Regions from separate parts of the Anas platyrhynchos genome. Here region 2 is linked to region 1. A link is a contact called in public Hi-C data. All regions are on one chromosome and are shown on one strand. The core of a region is the stretch at or near the end of the contact, and the rest is flanking DNA. Distances in the headings are between cores, read along the strand shown.

Region 1 (7,499 bases), core at 2,816-5,315:
CTTGATGCAGTACTCTAGGTGGGGTCTCTCGAGAGGGGAAGAATCCTGGGCATCTAGTGCTGATGCTTGCCAATAAAAGTTGGGCGGGTTGAGTTCCCCTTCCCCAGCAACTTTAGTTTAAAGCTCTCTTCACCAGCTTGAAAAAACTGTAGCCAAAGATGCTCTTCCCCCCCTCTGACGGATGAGTCCCATCAGTCCCCAGTAGACCAGGTTCCTCAGGGTCCCATGGTCTAAAAAGTCAAATCCCTGAATATGACACCCATTCCACAACCAGTCGTTGATTTGCTGGATTCAGCTGGTCCTTTCAAAGCCTTTTCCTTTGACCAGCAAGATTAAAGAGAAGATCACCTGTGATCTAGAGCCTCCTACAGCAGCTCCGAGGGCTCTGTATTCCTTCATGACATACTTTGGACTGCTCTTTGACAGTGGTGTTCGTGCCCACGTGAAATAAGAGCATTGGACGGAATAGTCTGTGGGCTGTACAAGTTTCAGTAGTCTCTTGGCAAAGTCACTAGTAGGCAACATACCTCTCCTGAGAGTGGTTCTGGCTGGCAAATGAGAAGAGAGTCACCTAAAACTATTACTTTTTCTTGATCGCCTTTTCTTGATTGCACTAATTGTTATACAGGGAGAAGATCAAGCTGGCTTAGTGTCAGGGCCAGTGTCTCTCATGATATAATGAATCCTTCCTCTTCAGTCCACAGAGCAGTGAAGTTGTTCTGCAAGGGTACCTCAGGCTTCAGGATCCTGTTATCCTGTTACAAATTGCAGTCAGCTAGACCGCAGCTGTAATAACAGCTTTACCATTACAACTAACATTCCATCTGCATCTTTATCCTCCAGAGTCCAGAAATAGTTTCTCAAGGTTGAGAAATTCACATAGAAATTTTATACAGAACAGGGATCACTTCATCCACTGCTAAAATAAAATGTAGTCATCTCTGGAAAAAAAAAAAAAGCTGTTAAATTGGCATTCTGCAACACTTCAGAGGAGTTTAGGATAAGAAGTGAAAACTTGATGTAAAAAAGAGGAAAATACGAAAAGAGGAGGCTGAGGGGAGACCTCATTGCAGTCTACAGCTTCCTCGTGAGGGGGAGTGGAGGGGCAGGCACTGTTCTATTCTCCTTAGTCATCAGTGATAGGACCCACAGGAATGGTTTCAAGCTGAGGCGGGAGAGGTTCAGGCTAGACATCAGGAAGGGGTTCTTCACCGAGAGGGTGGTTGCACACTGCAACAGGCTCCCCAGGGAAGTAGTCACTGCACCAAGCCTGTTGGAGTTTAAGGAGCGTTTGGACTGTGTGCTTAGCCACGTGGTCTAAAATTTTGGGTAGACCTGTGTGGTGCCAGGAGTTGGACTCGATGATCCTTATGGGTCCCTTCCAACTCGGGATATTCTATATTGATTCTATGCTATGCTGGAACCCCAAGGGAGCGGTCATGGCACTGAGCCTACCAGAGTTCAAGAAGCATTTGGACAATGCTCTTAGACACATGATATGACTTCCTCCCTTCCTCCCTTCTTACCTACATACCTACACAGCAAGCTCACAGACCTGGACTTTGGAAGAGCAGGCTTCAGCCTTTTTGAGGGATTTGCTTGGTAGAGTACCATAGGACAAATCCGTGGAGGAAAGAGGAGCCTAAGAAAGCTGGTTAATATTCAAGGATCACCTCCTCCAAGCTCAGGATCGATGCATCGCAGCAGTAAGTCAGGGAGAAATGCCAGGAGGCCTGCATGGATGAACAAGTTGCTTCTGGCTGCACTAATGGAAAGGAAATGTACAGAGGGTGGAGGCAAGAGTAGATAACATGGGAGGGATACAGAGACATTGAGCATCCAGAGAGTAAGTTAGAAAAACAGAAGCCCAGATAGAATTGAATCTGGCCAAGGTCTTCTATAAATATGTCAGTGATAAAAGGAAGTTTAGGGGAAATGTGGACTCTCTCCTGAAGGAAACAGGAGATCTGGTTACAGCTGACACAGAGAGGCTGAGGTACTGAACAGCTCTTTTGCCAAAGTATTCACTGGCAAGTGCTCTACCCACATTAGCCCAAGTCCCAGAGGACAAAGGGGCAGGGACTGGAGGAATGATCTGTAGGAGAAGATCAGGTTTGAGACCATCTAAGGAACCTAAAATTTGCTGATGATACCGAGGTGTGTGGTGTGGTTGATACACTGGAGGAAAGGGATGCCATGCAGAGGGACCTTGACAGACTTGAGTGGTGGACCTGTGCAAACCAGAGGATGTTCACAACCTGATTTAGTGGTAGGCATCCCCCATGGAGGGGTTGGGGGTGAAACTACATGAACTTTAACATGTCTTCCAACTCGAACCATTCTGTGGGGCATCCACAACCTGTCTTGGCAGTTTGAATGCTTCAGTGTCTTCTGAGTGAATTGTTTTTTTTCTCACAGATTTTGAAATTGTCTTTTGAAGTAATATTTCGAAGTTGTTAAACATTATATATTGCTTTATGCACAGTAGCCTCTCTTTCTAGATGTGTGGAACAGAACACACTGAAGTTTGGTGCAGTTTTATATAGCACCAATTTAGTTCCAGTGTTACTTCATTTGGCTGAGTGTTTTTCAAGGTGAAATAGTTCTGTTGTTCTCACATGATACTGAATGATGAAATCCCTAATCTAGGTTATTTGCTTTTATGAAATGCCAAATCTTGCCCTTGTTGAAGTCTAAAGCAAGACTCGAGGTCTTTTTACCTGATCTTGCCAATGTACTTCCCTATTCCATTATGTTAATTTCATGCCAATTGGAGAGTCATAATTAAAAAAGCACGTACTGATGGTTGTACTTCTGGTGATTATTTTTTTCCAGTTAGATTTTCCTATTAGCGAATTGGCTAAACTTCTTAAAAGGTTTGCCTTAAATTTCAACAGATACAACTTAATGTGTTTTAAATCTGCAAACAGATTTTTACATTGTACTTAAAGACTGAGCCAAGATAATTCACTTTATCAATAACCCACACAAGTGTTCTTTTCCATCAAAAAGCATAGAATGAGAAATTGGAAAAAAATAAAAGAGGAAATGCACAGCATAGCTTTCTCTATGTATTCTGTAACTTGGAGTAAAGCACCCTCAGAACGTTGGTTTACAAAATCTGAATTAACATCTGATGATGTTAATCTGAATTTTACATCTGATGATGTAAAATCAATTTGTTTTCCATATCTGTTTGAAAGATAGTTTGGTTGTTAATGCTGTAGAATGTGTGTGTACTTCTGAATGATTCATTTATTTTTTTTAATTGTGTGAATATGTTAGAAGGAGATTTCTTATATTTTAGCTATCTGGAAAAATAAAGTCCATTTTGTGCATTTTTCTCATTTTGCAGGAAAACAACTTTGAGGCCTTTAAAAGTCATGTAACCAGAACTGTAAGTAATTTTATTTATTTTTCTTTTGCTTGGCCTGCTATTTTCCTTTTTGTTATTGCTTGTTTTATTACATCCTTACAAAGTGTTAAATGCTAGCTCTTTTCAGGGCATGCTCTTTGGCTTCTACACTGTGTAAAATTGTCTCTGGTATTCCTTATGTGCTCTCTTCCCCACCTCCCCCATTTTATGCATGAACAATGAAATGAACTTTGTGATCTTGTTGTGGTTCGAGCATGGCAGGCAGCCAAGTACCACACAGCTGCTTTCTTACTGTCCCCAGGTGGGATAAGAGAGAGAATCAGACAGGTAAATAAATCTGAGAAAACTCATGGGCTGAGATAAAGAAGTTAACTATGTAAAGTAACAGCTGCACATGCAAACAAAACAAAACAAGGAATTCATTTGCCACTTCCCATCAGCAAGGAGATATCCAGCCACTTCCGGGAAAGCAGGCTCATCACGTATAATGGTTTCTTGAGAAGATAAATGCCATCACTCTGAAAGTGCTCCCTTCCTCCTTCTTTACCCCAGCTTTTATTGCAGAGCATGATGTCATACGGTATGGAATATCCCTTTGGTCAGTTTGTCCTGGTCCTGGGTGTCTCTCCTCCCAGCAACTGGCAGGACAGCATGAGAAATAGAGAAGTCCTTGACTCTGTTCAAGCACTGCTCTGCAACAACAAAAAACATTGTTCAGTTATCACTGCTATTGTCATCAAAAATCCAAAGCACGGAATCATACAAGCTTTTACAAAGAAAATTAACTGTATCCAAACCAAAACCATAACAGTTCCTTTATCTAAGTCAAGCAGAGGAGAATTAAAGAGAAATACTAAAATGTTTGTAGACTGGTCACTTTTAGAGGGGTTCAGGAATTCAAGAGGCTTTTTTTCAGCAAGAACAGTTTAAAGTTCTTCTATTGTGGTCAATATGTAATCAATCTTTTTGCATTTATTTGTTCAAATGTGCCACACTATTTACAAAACAAATTAGATGTTCTTTACCAACTCTTTGTTATTATTGCTGGTGTAGTTCCAGTGGTACAAGAAATAATAATATATAAACTGTAGTGCAATAGAACCTAAGTTCTATTTTAAGTTCTAAGTTCTACCTTCTAAGTGATGTAGAAAATTCTGCGAATGGGAATTATTCAATATTTTAATACTGGTATCACGTATGAATATATTTCTAGCACAATTTCTGTGAAATAAGTAAAACAAGGAAGGAACAAAGGTCTTTTTGAGAACCTTTGCAGTTATGTTTTATCAGAGATGCCAGGTTTCTCTGATCCTGAAATAAATCATGGTAGATAACTATAGTTAACTATCTGTTAACTGTGATGCAGGTATTTGATTCACCGCTGTAAGTTGAAGTTGGCATTTAAAAAGGAGCAAGGGTAAAGACTTAAAAGACATGCGGCCTTCACCAATTGATCGTTAAAGAGCAGCTCTCTACTGCAATAAATGAGCATCTATTTCACTGTGTTTGTCTTGCATGTTGCACTTTTTTCCAGTGTCATCTGTGGTTCAGTGCTGCAGGCTTCTTCTGGTGTCGCTCTTTGCATACTGTGAAGAATTCTGATCCTTGACTACCTATGTAGGCAGGAAACCATCACAAAGACTTTGTTGTTAGTAGTATAGTTTGTTTATTTGGGGTGGCAATAATGTTTTTTGTACAGCCAAAGTATTCTCTATCCACACTGGATGCATACTATTATCCAGTGTTTTCTTGTAAAGTTGCAGTAATCTTCAAGTTACTAGGTCATATTTATTGAAAACAGCTAAAATACCTAGTGACAAAATTTTGTCTATTTGCTTTGTTCTTCTTTTTAGACAAATCACCTAAAAATAAATAAAAAAAAAAAAAACAGAACAGAACAAACTTCTTTGTTACATGCATGTGACTAATTGGTTTTGATAGCTGTTTCTAATATAAGAAATGTGAAGCAAAATAATGAGACATATTGTGAGGAAAATCTTTTTTGTTGTTGTTGTTTTTAGTAGGAAGTTGTTAGCTTAATTTTTTTACATCTGAACACACTGGAGCTTTCTCTTTGTAGTGGTAGCTTACTAGACAAGCGAAGATGTTTCTCCTCCCTTTTTTTTTTTTTTTTTCTGTACATGTGGTAGCTCATGCACAGCTAGCAATTTTGAAGACAGTCTTAGTGGCAAGCTATGTGTTAGTGGCAAGATGCAGGTGGTGCCTTGATGGGGCTGTTGCAGCTCTGGTTCTGTGATCCATAACTGTAGCTCACACCCTGCAGCTCCCTCCTGCCACTGGTCAAGGTTGAGTGATGCTAGTTGTGCCTTTGTGAGAACATATTTAAGAAAGGAAAAAATAGCTGCACAACAGCTGTTTTGGTGTGGAGCAGGAGGTCTGGTGGAGCTGCTGTACATGGGGGACCCAGGTTGGAGCAGTGTGCTCCTGATGGATGGACCCCATGGTACGGACCCATATTAGAGCAGTTTTTCAAGAACTGCAGTTTGTGGGAAGCCCACACAAGATCAGTTCAGGAAGGACTGCATCCTGTGGGAGGGACCCCGCACTGAAGCAGGGGAACAGGGTGAGGAGGAAGGAGCAGCTGAGACAGTGTTACGGATTGACCACAAATCCCCTTCCTGTACCCCTGTGCCACTCAGGGGGAGAAAGTAGAAGTGGGAAGATAGGGGGAGGGAACGTGTTTTTAGTTTGCTTTTAGTTCTCACTGTTCTGGTCTGATAGTAATAGACAGTAAATTATATTAGTCTCCATATGCAGAGTCTGTTTTGCCTGTAGTGGTTAATTGCTGAGTGATATCCCTGTCCTTATCTCAACCCATGAGGTGTTTTTTCATCATATTTTCTCCCCCTGTTTCTTTGAGGAGGGGGAGGAAGAGAATGGTTGTAAAAGAGCTTATCTTAGCTAGCCAACAGTGTGAAAACATCACACGTTCTTGTTCTTTTTTTTTTTGTTGTATTAATGAAATTGAAAGAGACTGCTTTAACCCATCTGAGCCTTCTTTGGCTCTGGTGTTTCTTTGTTCTTTCATCTCCTTTCTATCTTGTTTTGTAACATCTGGTCCAGGAAAGAAAAGTTATATTGCTTTCTCCCAGCAATGTGGCTACTAAAAAATATTTCTAACGGCAGCCCCTACTGCTTGGCAGGAAAGCTGTGTAAACATCAACATAGAGGTTTGGGCTTGAATTCTAGATAGTGTCAGAGCCAAAATTTTGTTACATTTTAATATTGACATATTAAAAACAAGAAAGCAAGGCTTCTTGGTTCAACTAAAGGCTGACAGAAGTGATTTGTCTCTTTCCAAGAATTCTGTCCATCAGCACATGTAATTTTCTGTTAGTAAAGGGCTAAGTTATGGATGAATATCTGATTCAGTTTGCATCTTCAGCAAGGTCAGACAAACTCAGGAGATCTACTTCTGATCTGTTCTTCTGCCACCACATTCTTTTCTTTCCACTGTAGATACCACTGTTGTTTTTAGAGAATTAGGAAATAGAGCACACATACAGGAACTTTGTGTTAAGAGTCATTGAGCCATGCTGTACAGGAATTCTGCAGAGCCTCATCCTTAATGTAGTAGGTGTAAATTAATGTAGTAATTTACATTACTTGTTGCATACCCTGTTCTGTCTGCTGTGCTTAATTGAATTGCCTGTGGATAGTATTCATTCAGGAAACTTGTTCAAACCTCTGAAGTAATTATGAAGCTGTGCTACAACCAGAGCTGGAACACATTTCAGTCAGTTGAGGTAAATTCCTTACATAATAGTCAACATAATAATACTTAAATACAGACATAGTAAGTTTCCCTTATGTTTGCAGTGGAACTTTGGTCTTGTAGAGAGCTATGTGAAACAGCTCTAAGATTAGAACTGTGCCTTGGGTGAAAGTTTACATATGGGCAATGTCATAGAAGAGGGATGGTGAAGTGTGTAGAACTCACTTCTTGCTATATGGACTTTTACTTCCTTGGGGAAGTAAATCTAGCTACGTAAGGCTTGCAAAGCTACCTTTGCTATCTTTTCTGCTTTCTCTGTATACAAGCTAAGGGGTTCCTTACAACTTGTATAGAAGTCATCTTTGCAGCAGCTTTAAATTAATCTAA
Region 2 (7,499 bases), core at 1,645-4,144, 68 kb before region 1:
TGTGATTTCCTGAACATGTGTTTCAGGTTTTGTTTACTTTGTATATCTGGGCCTTCCTACAGTGTTTGCAATCCAAATGTAATTTTTTTTTGGACTGTTGACATTGTATTTTTGCCAGGGTATGGGTAATTTGCCTTTTATTATTTTTAAAGTATATATCAAGAAATTTCAGCTGCCTGGATTTTGGTAACACTGTTCCCTTTGGGTTTGACGAAGGAGTTGTTTGATTTTAATTTATAAACATGTAGCCTGTTGCTATGGTCAAGAAGTGGGAGCCTGGAACCTGGGTATGGTTAAATTAATTGTTGTTGATTTTGATATTGAACCAATTTGTGTTTTTAAAACAAACACAACCAGAAAACTCAGAAATACTTCGGAACACAAGGTGTCTCGCTATTTAAAAATAAAACTTTCCCGAGGTATGTTAGTATTCTTGCAGCTATCAGCAACTTTAAACCTTCAGAGTTTCTTTTTAGTTGATGTGGATTTGATTTGGGAGGTCAAAAAATCAAGTACAACTAATGTTTTTATTTATATATATATATATATATATATATATATATATATATATATATATATATATATTTTTTTTTTTTTTTCCTGCAGCTTCTGGGAAACCTGGCATTTCCAGTGGGATTAAACAGATTTAGGCATATACTACAAAACTCTGTGGGGAGGATGTAGTTTTTAAGTAGTGGTCTGTATTCTAGCTAATACATTTCTAGATAATAGACTTCAGCCATAACACAAATTGTTATTAATTTATTTGTTAAAATTCATCTATGCTTTCTCCTGGCTAGATCAAATGCTGTATTTTTGAGCTCTAATTTTATAAGTATCTAAAAATTTGCTGCTCTGTCTTGGCTGCTCTTTGGCTATGGCTTGTGGAAAGGAAGATGGTATTTTTTTAAAAAAAGTGAGCAATGCACTTTTGTATTTAGAAGTGCATCTCCCATCCATAAGTAAAACATGATATGTAAATATTGTCAAGTTTATGCACTTCATTTATATGTTGTGACTGACAATAAAATTCTGAAGTCATTTTCAAAAAGTTCTGCGTTTTGTGCTTTATGAAATCCTGCAGGTGTTCTGTTTCAGCAGATGCTCAGCAATGGCCTTGCTGCAGCTTGAATCCAGCTGTTTTGCGTTATTTGCAGAGTGTGTCGTGTTCTGTAGTATTTTTATGGATAGCAGTATTCCTTTACTATGTTATTTCTTTGCCTTATGTATCACGGTTACTTAAAATATTTTGGAGTCATCCTGCCGCTCCATTGTCTGTGAGATGTGTAACATATGTATGTGTGTAGGCTTGAGTCTTATGTGAATGTCCGTCTGTCTGTAGTGAATTTCATGTACTTTTCAAGATGCTTGATTATGGAAAGGAGGGAATATTTTTAATGTAAGCTTCCAGCTAGGTTTTATTCCATGGAGTTCAGCCCTTGAGGCTTAAAAATTTTGTTCAAAAAGAAACCAAACAAAACCAAAAAAACACCTTTGCTGATACTCTTCTGCTGCCTCCTGGGATACACTTCACTTGTGGTGATTTTTTTTTTTTTTTTTCAGTAAGCACAGGAGTTTCTCGAAACAGCGGCTTTCCTTTAGAGCAATGTTCTTGTTTTTAGAGTTGAAGAGTGTCATGGGACTTACAGTCTCTTTGGAGAAATCAGTCTCTAGAGGAATGCCAGAAACCAGCCAGAACTCCATCCCCCATGAAGTGCAAGAGGAGCATGCACAAACTTTGTCTTTAGCTTTGAGTGTTCATTTTTCAGATACATTTCTCTGCTGTGAAAAGGAATTTTGAAGAAAATGAATTTTTAAAAATACTGTTTTTATCTTTTATTTCTATACAACTGTAACACTTTGACTGTTTGCTGTGGTTGTGCATGCTGTTGCTCTCAGCTTTACTTTGAAATGCAGATATTCATTCTGTCCTGAGGAGGTAATAGCCCTTCTTTTTGTACATTAGGGGAATAAAGATTGTCAACGAGCTCATCTTTCCTGAAGGGTAGAGAGAGGGTAGTTCATGAGGCACCCCAGCTCTGATTGCGGCCTGAAGGATGTAGTGCTACTGTGGTGGTTTTACCTTGCTAGGCAGCTGAACTCCACCACAATTGCTCTCTCCTTCCCCCTCCTCAAAAGAGGAAACATGGAATCATTAACATTAGAAAAGACCTCCAAGATCATCTGGTCCAAACTTCCCCCTGCTACCAATGTCACCCACTAGACCACATCCCTAAGCACCATGTTCAACCTTTCCTTAAACACCCCCAGGGATGGTGACACCACCACCTCCCGGGGCAACCTGTTCCAATGCCTGACTGCTCTTTCTGAGAAGAAATGTCTCCTCATTTCTAATGTGAACCTCCCCTGGTGTAACTTGAGGCCATTCCCTCGAGTCCTATCACTAGTTACCTGTGAGAAGAAGCTGACCCGCCACTCCCCACACCTTCCTTTCAGGTAGTTGGAGGGAGCACTAAGGTCTCCCCTGAGCCTCCTCTTCTCCAAGCTATACAACCCCAGTTCCCTCAGCCGCTCCTCACAGGACTTGTGTCCCAGGCCCTTCACCAGCTTCACAGCCTTTCTCTGGGCATGTTCTGGGGCCTCAATGTCCTTCTTGTACTGAGGGGCCCAAAGCTGAACGTAGTATTTGAGATGTGGCCTCACCAGAGCAGAGTGCAGGGGGATGACCACCTCCCTGGTCCTGCTGGCTACCTATTCCTGATATAAGTCAGGATGCTGTTGGCCTTCTTGACTACCTAGGCACACTTCTGACTCGTATTCAGGTGAGCATCAATCAGGACCCTCAGATCCTTTTCCTCTGCACAGCTTTCCAGCCACTCTCCCCTAAGCCTGTAGCATTGCATGTGGTTGTTGTGACCAAAGTGTAGGGCCCAGCACTTAGCCATGTTGAACCTCGTCCCGTTGGCCCTGAAGAAGAAATAAACAATTCAAAGGTTAAGATAAGGATAATTTAATTAAAGGAAAAATATTTAAGGGGAAATTAAATAATTTAACTAAAGGGAAAAGGGGGGGGGTAAAAAAAACACACACAACAAACAAAACAACAAGCAAAGGCCATGTGGAAGCACAGAGAGAGTGGAAAGAACTTTTTATCTGCTTCCCACCAATGAGCAATGCTTGACCATGTCCTTGTAGCAAGGCCTCGATATGCGTAGCCATTGGGAGGACAGACGTTTTCATAATAAGAGCCCACTCCTCCCCTCTCCTTCCCTTTTTCCACCTTTTTTTTTTTTTTTTTTTTCTCTGAGTGTGACATCATATGGTATCCCTTTGGTGCCCTGGTGGTGTCCCCTCCCCACCCATTACACACCCCCAGCCTGCTGGCTCTTGGGAGGAGGTTGGAGGGAGTCCTGATGCTGTGCCAGTATCGCTTAGGAATAGACAAAAACACTGCTGTGACACCAGTGCTGTTCTAGCTACACATGCAGAGCACAGCATTGTATGGGCTGCTGCAGGGAAGGTTAACTCCATCCCAGCCAGACCCAGTTCACCAAGAAATAGAACTTGGGAGCTAGCTGGGGAAGAGTGGTGGGAATCAGCTGTGACATCTGGAATCTGCAAGTAGAGAACAGTAGTTCTGAGGAAAACAAGGCCTGAAATGTTGATTCTTGGCCTAGTTTTAAGATACAATTCCTGACTACTTTCATAATATTGTGGTTAAAGAAAGATGCTGCCAGAAGTAGCTGGTAAGTAATCAGAAGCATCTTTGAGAACTGTTTTTTTTAATGGATTTTGCTTATTTGGGAAGGGGAAAACATCTTGTCATCCCTTGTTCAATGAATTAACACTGTGTAATCACCCATTTGAGCTGGTTAGTACCGTATGCCTGTGCTTTTAGTGAAACTTTGTGTTCCCTGCAGATGTGAGATTTTATTAAAATATTATTCTGCTCAACAGAGATAATGGTTAAACTGAGCCGGTATGAAATGTGAGCAATGTATTTTCTTCAGTTTAATATATTTTGATAGAAGAATGTGATGAGTAATTTTTGGAGCACAGACTGAAATTCAAGCAAAGTAGACTGCTGTTATATATTCTCCTTGTCAGTGACTCATTCAGATACGGTCATCAGTAACATAGCTTGAAATTTAAAATGATACGCAATGAGAGTTTGATACTTGGTCTCTCTGGGATTCATTTTCTGTCTTCTCGGAGGCAATAAGAGTACCTAGCTTTTGGAGAGCAACTTCAGGTTCTCAGCTGTAATCTGCGCGGAGATACCCATTGTTACTTAACCATATGGAATTATGTATCTTGTGCTTAAAGCAGGGCTGTAGGTCTTGCTGGTATAAGAGAAGCAAGCTTTAAAGTGGCAGAAATTGAGATTCCTTTCAAACTTTTGGAAGAACTGGAATGCCTTATCTCTAGAGAGTCAGGCCCTTGCCAGTGAGAAACTGTTTTCTCTTTATGAACTCTGAAGCCTGATAGTACTTCTGAATCGTGTTTCTATGCTTTCAGCTTCCAACCTGACTACTGTGAATTTCATTAATTTCCTGGACATCCTTGAACAACTTCTTTCTTTGAGTCTTTCAAGGTAATGGATGCTTCTCTTGCAGTTTGCTTGCAGAGAAAACATTTTGGTTTATGTGCTTTGGCTTACCCTTGTGGGTACTGTTACATTTGTTTGAAGTAGTTCCCTAGTGAGTAAATGCTCTGAAGACTTGTAGAGCCAAGGAGTGAGAAACTTTTCAGAAAAGTAGGACTCTTCAAGCAGTCAGAATCTTTCCCTTGGTTGTACTCGAAAGTGGTGAAGGAAATGAAGCATATGACAGCTCCCATAAAAATGGTGAACTTGCTTCATTGATTTCTTAATGACACAGAATTTGGCACCAGTTTTGTTTGTTTACCATGGTGATAGAATTTTCTATAGATACTAATAGATTTGGGAGTTTCCAGTTCAAATGTAAGTCCAGCTGAGTTACTGTATTTAGAATTTCTTGAATTCTCATGCACTTTCTGAAAGGAAGTGCAATCATATGCTTTACATGATGATTCATTGCAAATTCAGTGTCATATGGCTGTTAAGTGAATTACTTCTAGTGTAACTGGATCAGTTATTTGAGAAAGAAATGTAATGATTGGGAAAATTGTGGATTTACCCAACTGAGGTCACTAGAACATAAACCAAGGTTTTAACAGCTTTAGGTGCTTGTCTAGAGGCACAGACAATTTCCTAGATGTCACAGTTTTTGATGAGCTGCATTCAGCAAGAGAGAAGGTATTCAGGAGAGAGATGGTTGGTGGGAAAGAAAAAGCGAAATGAAAACACTCCTGCTTCAAGTGGTATGAAAAGACCTAGAGAAGAAAGGAAAGAGCACTACTGGGGTAGTATTTTCAACCCTCATGGGTATTTGAGTGTAGAGTTCCTGCAAAGCACAACAGTTGAGATCACTTTGGGACCACAGAATCTACATGTGGTATTATACCGCTGTGTTGATGGAGATTAAGAGTTGGCAAGAGGAATAACATATTTAGCCTTAACTGTTTTGTCCTTCAGGAATACAGAGGACATTTTTGATTGTTTTGGCTTTTTTTTTTTTTTTTTTTCTTATTTGCTAGGAATTGAGATTTAACTTTTAGGGTGATGTATTTGTAATGAATAAACTACGCGTGTGTGCCAATGACAGAGGAAATGTATGCATACAGACATGAAGTCTGACTTCAGCAAGATACTCTTTAAGTATAATATGCTAATTGACTTTAAGGTGTATATCAGTTGGAGAAGTATTTCAACATGCTTTTTGTATTCCTGTTCATTATTTGTATTTGAAAACTCATGCTGTAGCAACAAGATATGGATTTATCAAAAATAGTTGTATATGAATTTCATTCCTACCAAAATGATCAAAACTTTCTAACGGAGAAGGAGAGAAATATATAAGCTTGGGGTTGGGGGTGGGGAAAGGGAAGCTTTTCGTCTATTAATTCTAGTATTTATGTACATAACAGTGCTTCCAAAAATGTGTTATGATTTTAGAAACAAGTCCTCTGCATACATCTTAATTTATTGCTACCTTCGTTTTATAAGTGCAGTGAAACTGGATTACTGTTGCCATTTCAAGCTTGTTCATGCACAGATATATTAATCTTCATTTCTGTCTGTTACATTATACGTTACTGTGGTATCTGGACAGTTTACTTCTGAAAGTTACCTAGCTTCATGTCGTCCCCGTCTTGCAAAGTTTAGTATCTCCATTTTAGAGGTGATGCACAGCTGCATGTTAAAAAATAAGCTATTTGTTTACAGTAACTCAGAGGTCTGTGGTGAGGCAGGGAACTCATGGTGTTTCCAAGATCCAAAAATACTAGGTCATTACTTCTCTTTATTCAATACTTCTGTATTCCTCTTTGCTGGGCAAACTTTTCTGTGTGCAAGTTGCTTAAATTATTTTATATTCAAAGTCAAAATGTTTATTGAACCAAAAAACTTGAGCAGGAGGCCAGACTAGATAAACTTCTGCAGTCTGTTCCAGTCTGAATTGTCCTACGATTCTGTATTGTGCAATTCCTATTGACATAAAGGTCTGATCTTTTTTTTTTTTTTTAATAGCTATGAGTGCATTATTTGAATAAAGTCTACCTGCTACCTCTGAGAAGCTTTTTGTCATCTTAATCTAAGTAGATGGAATATAGCTCTTTGCAGCAGTCAGAAGTTTCATGGCCCATATTTTGGGGCGTATGATTAACTCTGATGTTTATAACTGGTTTTAAGTTATTGTATGTTAATTGAGATTCTGAAAGAGTATATAGGTCAGGGCATCACTGATTGCTTTTCTGTGGCTTATATGAAGTAAATGCACAGTCTTCGTTCAGTGCCTGGTCAATTTACCAAAAGGAATGGTTACAATGGACTTGAATGGAGATTGAACTTTCTATGAAGTATTCTTCTGTTTTGTTGAGCAGCCTAAGGAGAATTATAGTCCTTATGCTTTTGCTTTTATCTGTGGTCTGGATGAAAAAGGGGTATCTAGAGCTCCTGTATATGACACTCTTAAAATGGAGAGATGATTGTTGAAGTGGTTTTTGTCTCCCTTTTATCTGATTGTGTATAGTCTCTCTGCAAAGGAGTCAGTGCCAAACTTGTGAGTGGAAATGAAATGAGAGAACTTCAAAGCCCGTGGATGATGGATTTTACAGGTGGGATTTGAAACTAAAGCTCCTGTTACCATTTACTTCCATTCTGTTAACACTGCCTGGCACAACTTGTGATGTTGTTTCATGAGCTGCTGGAGCAACTGGTGTTGCCTATGAGTGAAGTTTTGTAAGTGGCAATTTCTCAAATCACACACTCGTTAGTATAGTGGGTCTGGTGTGCAGAATATGGTTAATATGATAGATTTGCTTGTAAGCTCCCAGTAGCATTGACTCCTTTATCTAGTCAGTACTCTGATGTGAGATTTGGCAGTATTAATGTCACTCTTGAAGCCTTTTGCAGACCAGTCAGCCACTAGGTTTCCTGTTTCAAGAATCACAGAATG

Evidence for each region. A called contact is a pair of places that touch in the nucleus more often than the background predicts.
Region 2: a Hi-C map of skeletal muscle shows a contact between it and region 1, with 4 times the contacts expected there. The contact joins two enhancer-like sites. A contact is called at or near these places in 3 of 8 Hi-C or Micro-C datasets (F5 follicle, skeletal muscle and small yellow follicle).

The regions. Positions count from the first base shown.
Region 1 is chr2:105,920,722-105,928,220 of IASCAAS_PekinDuck_T2T, reverse strand. TNS3 (tensin 3) reads left to right here. Exons shown (of 31, transcript XM_038173696.2): 4 at 3,356-3,397. Among named protein-coding and RNA genes, the nearest start is that of TNS3, 110 kb to the left of the region's middle. Within about 2 kb of position 4,065, at least 3 of the 8 cell types and tissues checked have an H3K27ac peak or open chromatin away from gene starts, as enhancers often do. A contact at or near this core is called in F5 follicle, where this site is marked.
Region 2 is chr2:105,987,971-105,995,469 of IASCAAS_PekinDuck_T2T, reverse strand. All of the region lies in intron 1 of TNS3 (tensin 3), which reads left to right. Among named protein-coding and RNA genes, the nearest start is that of TNS3, 46 kb to the left of the region's middle. Within about 2 kb of position 2,894, at least 5 of the 8 cell types and tissues checked have an H3K27ac peak or open chromatin away from gene starts, as enhancers often do. A contact at or near this core is called in F5 follicle, where this site is marked.